Regions from separate parts of the Sus scrofa genome. Here region 1 is linked to region 2. The links are chromatin contacts, called in public HiChIP or PLAC-seq maps. All regions are on one chromosome and are shown on one strand. The core of a region is the stretch at or near the end of the contact, and the rest is flanking DNA. Distances in the headings are between cores, read along the strand shown. Region 1 holds the start of EIF2S2 (eukaryotic translation initiation factor 2 subunit 2). Region 2 holds the start of CDK5RAP1 (CDK5 regulatory subunit-associated protein 1).

Region 1 (2,700 bases), core at 191-2,690, 660 kb before region 2:
AATAGTGGGAGCTAGGCTGGCACTATCAACTAGAATGTGCTGCTTTATAGAACATAATTTCACAAGACACCAATATCAGACAAAACCACTCTGTGACCATGATGGATCAAGACAAAACCAACACCACTCTATAAGCATGTCTGAACACAAACAAAAAATAACATTGTCCCAACCATAAGAGGGGCTGCTCCTTTTAAACCAATCATAGCTTTAGCCACTCTTGGTTCTTCTCCACTTTTAGATAAGAACTATTAAAACACCCCATCCTTGGAGTTCACGTCATGGCTCAGTGGTTAACGAACCCAACTAGCATCCATGAGGATGCGGGTTAATCCCTGACTCGCTCGTGAGTTAAAGATCTGGTGTTGCTGTAAGGTGGGGTGTAGGTCACAAACTTGGTTCGGATCCTGCGTTGCTGTGGCTGTGGTGTAGGCCGGCAGCTGCAGCTCTGATTAAACCCCTAGCCTGGGAACTTCCATATGCCACAAGGGTGGCCATAAATAGAAAAAAAATACCCCGTCATAGAAATACCACCATCTCCTAATAGCATCCAATCCAGAGAGAAGGGCTGCTTCCTTGTACCCTCCCCCAAATTACCTACAAAAGCCCCTCCAAAAGAACTCCTATGAATTCTTTCTAGCACCCTCTTCCTGAGATGCCCCTCTGTGCCTCATGGTGTGCCTCCCCTCCTTGCAAGAAGACAAAAGGCCCAGCTTTGTTCAAATTCAGGGGTGTTCTCCGTGGTCTTTGGCTGTAGGGCACTGACAACAGTGAGAGCCTGCTGAAGGGTAACTGCTATTATTATGTGTCAAGGGGAACTGCATCCACAGGGTTCAAGCAGAGACTTCACAAACAAGGATTTTGATGTTTCCTGACATATGCCTCTTGCCAAGCCGTTTCTCCTCTCCCGTCTACAGGGAGAAGGCTTTTGGTTTCCGACCTCCCAAGCTGAAATCCAGCCTGTTGGGTTAGATTTCTCATGAAGTACAACCCCTTAGAGAGGTGCGCACCTTTAGCCCCAACTTAGAGTTTCTCAAAGACTAGAACACTCCAGAGGGGGCATGATGGAGCTATCAGAGAAAACTAAAGCCCCAACAAATTCATATTACTGAGTGCCTTACCCACCACCCTGACCCAGGAGGAACTGCCCCGAATTCACTCCACAAGCAAGGCAGAACTGCACAGTTCCGTACGCCTGGAAAAACTGAAGTAAAAGTCACTACCGGGGAAATGGAACCTTCCTGCCCCGCTGCCTCAGACGTCGCGCACGCGCACGGGTCGCTGGGCGGCCGCCGCGCAGGCGCCCTCCTCTCCCGGGCGGACTACAAGTCCCGGCTTGCCTGGCGCTGGAACGTCGCCTGGTAACTCGCGCCAGTCGGAGCGAATTAGGTCGGCTTCTCCGCGCGCCTGCGCGTTGGCGGGCTCTGCGCAGGCGCATTTCTAACGCTTGCGAGGAGAGGGCGGGGTGTCGTTCCCTTTCGCTGATGCAAGATCCTAGTGCGGTGGTGAGAGAGGTATCGGCAGGAGCAGCTCTGAAGCCGGGGTCTGAGGCTGACCCGTCCGACTTTCCGTCTGTGTTGAGCCCACTCGAGCCGCAGCCATGTCCGGGGACGAGGTGAGGGCCTGAGGCTGGCGCTAGGGCTAAGGACCGAGGCAGGGAGCCAAACTCACCCCAGTGTGGGAGACCGGGCCTGCGGCCTAGCGACCGGCCGCCGCCATGTGGGGCTGCCGGGCCTAGGCGACCCTGAGCGGTAGAGCCGGTTAGAGCCCCGGAGCCGCGGCTTGGCTTAGCCCCGCTCTCGTCAGGGCGGCGGCGCTGAGGCCGGCGTTTCCGGATTGGAGAGCACGTTGAGTCGCTCTCCAGAAGAGGGCTTGAATGTTGGGTTAATGCCCCAGCTGAACGAGACTGGGACTGGCAGCCCCAGCATTTCTTTCGGTTTGACGCTTCAGCTCCAGCTCTCCCTCGCTGGGCGCTGGTGGTGCCGAGAGGAACGTCTCGGAGCGTCTTCGTTTAAAACTTTGCAGCCTGGCTTGTCCTACCCCTCATCCACTCCTTTTCTCATCTAGAGCGTTATTAATAACTTTTCTTTTTAAAGACCGGGAAGCGAGGGAGATAGGAAAAGATCTTTCAGCCTGAAAAAGTGATTAACCTCGGAAAGTTTTAGGGCCTGAGTCCCTGAGCCTTTCTCAGCAGAGCTCACTGCGACGTCAGCGGGAAGTTCGGGCTCCGAAGCTGCCTGGATCTTTTTCTACTATCGTCCTTGTAACTCAGCACATTTCCTCAAATCCCTTTTGGCTAGATTTATCTCGGTTTATATAAAACCAGACTTAAAGTGAAATTTGACTTTAAGTGCTATCCGTAGTTATTAACACTGAGGGAAGAGCTACCGCTTACCGGCCAGCTTTCTCCACCAAAAAAAAAAAAAAATCTCTTGAGTTTATAATTCACTGTAAACATTCCGAGTGCTTGGCCTCTAAGGCGTTGTAGAGAAGGAAAAAGAAAAATTCGAGGCTTTTTTGAGTTTTGGCTTTAAGGTGGGCCTTGGAAATGCTTTAAATTTCCTCAAGTAGTGGGAAGGCCTGAAGCCAGGGCAAGGGAGTGGTTAGGGCAAGTAAGTGTGCTTACAAAATATAGTGTATTCTCCAATTGGGTTAGAGTTAATCCGTTGAAATATAGATACTGGCTAGTTCATAGAGAGA
Region 2 (2,700 bases), core at 21-2,520:
TCCCTTATTGCAACTGTTTGTGAGGAGATGATGGTGGCCTGGGCTGGAGTTGCAGAAGGGGAAGAATGGGAAGTGGAAAGATTTGAGATATTTTATTTTTATGTTTTTGTCTTTTTAGGGCTGCACCTATGGCATATGGAGGTTCTCAGGCTAGGGGTCGAATCGGAGCTATAGCTGCTAGCCTACACCACAGCCACGGCAACATGGGATCCGAGCCATATCTGTGACCTACACCACAGCTTACGGCAATGCCGGATCCTTAACCCACTGAGAGAGGCACGGGATTGAACCTTCATCCTCATGGATGCTAGTCGGGTTTGTTAACCACTGAGCCATGATGGGAACTCCAGATTTGAGATATTTTAGAAATAGAGTTGACAGAACTTGCAGATAGACTGAGTGCAGAGGCTGAGGGAGAGGGAACAAAAATGACTCAGGTTCCTCTACTGCAACTGGGAGGATGTTTGGGTCATTTATTGAGATGGGCAAGACTGGGCAGGCACAGGTTTTGCATGAGGATGTGTGTGAGAAATTAGAGTTTTGTATTAAGTTAGAGATGGTCGATAGGCACTCAAGGGGATGTACCTGGTAGGCAGGGGAAGTAGGGGTCTGTAACTCCAGGGGGAGTTCATGCTTTAACCCATAACACAGCAGTATGCAATAGAAATAGAAAATGAGCCACATAATTAAAAATTTCCCAGTAGTCGGAGTTCCTGTAGTGGCTCAGCAGTAATGAACTGGACTAGTATCCATGAGGACTTGGGTTAGATCCCTGGCCTGGCTCAGTGGGTTAAGAATCTGGTGTTGCCATTAGCTGTGGTATAGGCCACAGATGCAGTTTGGATTCTGTGTGGCTGTGGCTGTAGCTGTGGCTGTGGCCCGCAGCAGCAGCTCTGATTCAACCCCTAGTCTGGGAACTTCCATATGCTGCAGGTGCAGCCCTGAAAAGCAGCAGTCACATTAAAATAGTAAAAAGAAACAGGTGAAACTATTTTTTTTCTTTTTTTTTCCCCCTGCAACCACGGCATGTGGAATTTTCCAGGCCAGGGATGGAACCTGTGCCACAGCACCAACCCAAGCCGCTGCAGTGACAAGGCGGGATCCTAAATCTGTGCGCCACAAGAGAACTCCATAGGTGAAACTAAAATAATATATTTAGCCTTCCAAATTCCAAATATTATCTCAGTACATAATCAATATAAAATTATTGACGAGACAGGCTGCATTCCTTCTTAGACATCCGGTGTGTATTTTATATTTAGAACACATTTAATTTGCATTCACCACATTTCAAGCGCGTCGTTGCTGCACGCCGGATAGAAGTTATCAAACGGTTCAGCGCAGGGACTTCCAGGCCGGGAGCTTGGACCCACCCGGAGGGCACAGTAACGCACTTCCGCCGGAACATCCCGGACCGAAATCGCGGAGGAACGGAAGTTGCGCGTGAGCGTGCGCAGTCGCAGACTGCTGAACCGGGATCTGGGGCAGCTGAGAGGTTCTTCAGCCGTTAGACGCCAGTCACTCTGACTGCGGGAGGTGAGCGGTGCCCCGGGAGAAAGTGGCCTGTGCCCAGGCCCACGGGCCGCGTATGGAGCTGGAGGGGCAGGGGGGCCCCAGGAATGCGCGGTGTTCAAGGGGAGGATAGAGCAGTGGTTATGGCGCGTTCTCTGGAATCAGACTGTTGTAATTCGCACCCTAGCCCCTTGCTTACTCATTTGTGATCTTGGCCAAGTCACCCCTCTTCCCCTCCAGCCTTAGCTTTGTCACCTGTGAAGTGGCGGTGATAGAACCTGCCTCCTGGTTGTGTGAGGATTAAATAGGATAATCCACGTGAAGCGCTCAATACCGCTTCTGACACATTGTAGTCACCCAGTAAGATGTATAGGCTGCTTTATTGCTTATTTATATTGAGACAAGGCTGTTGTCTCATCGTTTTTGTCGACTGCCGATTTATGTTGGGCCCCACAGAGGCCCCTACGTTGTGCTAGGCGAGCATTTTATTTATGTTACCACATTTGATCCTCACAACAGACACGGAGATAGGTTCTATAATAGATACTATTTTTCTCATTTTACACATGAGGAAGTGGAAGCTCCCAGAACTTAAGAAGCTTCCAGGTGTTCAAAGATACCTGGCCAGGCCAAAGATGGGTCAGACTCTGATTTTAGGGTCTTAACCACAATGCTCTTTGCCCACCCTTAAAGGGGGCATGGGCTGCAGATGTGCAATTAAGTTATGCCTTTATGTCTCACCACCTCTGAGAGGTATTTTTATCCTTATTTTATAGAGGTGGAATTGGAGGCCCAGAGACATGAATTTGACTTGCCCAAGGTCACACAAGTTAAAGGGCAGAAAGAGTTGACTTTATAGCTCACAGTAGAAGTGTGCTGTTCTCTGTCACTTGAAAGTAGGTTGGCATTGTTCCTGCCCGAAGTGCTGGTGCCACATATGGCAAGTGATTAGGTTGGAGAAGTAACAGGCCACATGTCATTTTACGTGTAAAACACCTGTCATGTTCTAGAATGGGAGATATGAAGAATGTAGAAATGAATGAGATTTGTTCTCTGCTCTCTGGGACCTCCCAGCTCCCAGGGTTAGGTAGTAATTAATAGCTAAGTGTGATGAGTCTTGTGATAGAAAGTTAGAAAGAGGTTTCGGGAGCCCAGAGGAGGATCCCTAGACTTTGGGAGTAGTGGCCA

Evidence for each region. HiChIP or PLAC-seq counts read pairs in DNA pulled down with a chosen protein or histone mark.
Region 1: a contact with region 2 is called in an H3K27ac HiChIP or PLAC-seq map of alveolar macrophages. The contact joins the promoter of EIF2S2 here to the promoter of CDK5RAP1 in region 2. A contact is called at or near these places in 1 of 47 Hi-C or Micro-C datasets (heart right ventricle) and 1 of 2 datasets of contacts at active chromatin or transcription factors (alveolar macrophages).

The regions. Positions count from the first base shown.
Region 1 is chr17:37,569,009-37,571,708 of Sscrofa11.1, reverse strand. EIF2S2 (eukaryotic translation initiation factor 2 subunit 2) reads left to right here and starts at 1,440. Exons shown (of 9, transcript XM_001929150.6): 1 at 1,440-1,615. The coding sequence starts at 1,601. It also overlaps a transcript of ASIP not described here.
Region 2 is chr17:36,909,914-36,912,613 of Sscrofa11.1, reverse strand. CDK5RAP1 (CDK5 regulatory subunit-associated protein 1) reads left to right here and starts at 1,270. Exons shown (of 13, transcript XM_013985267.2): 1 at 1,270-1,536.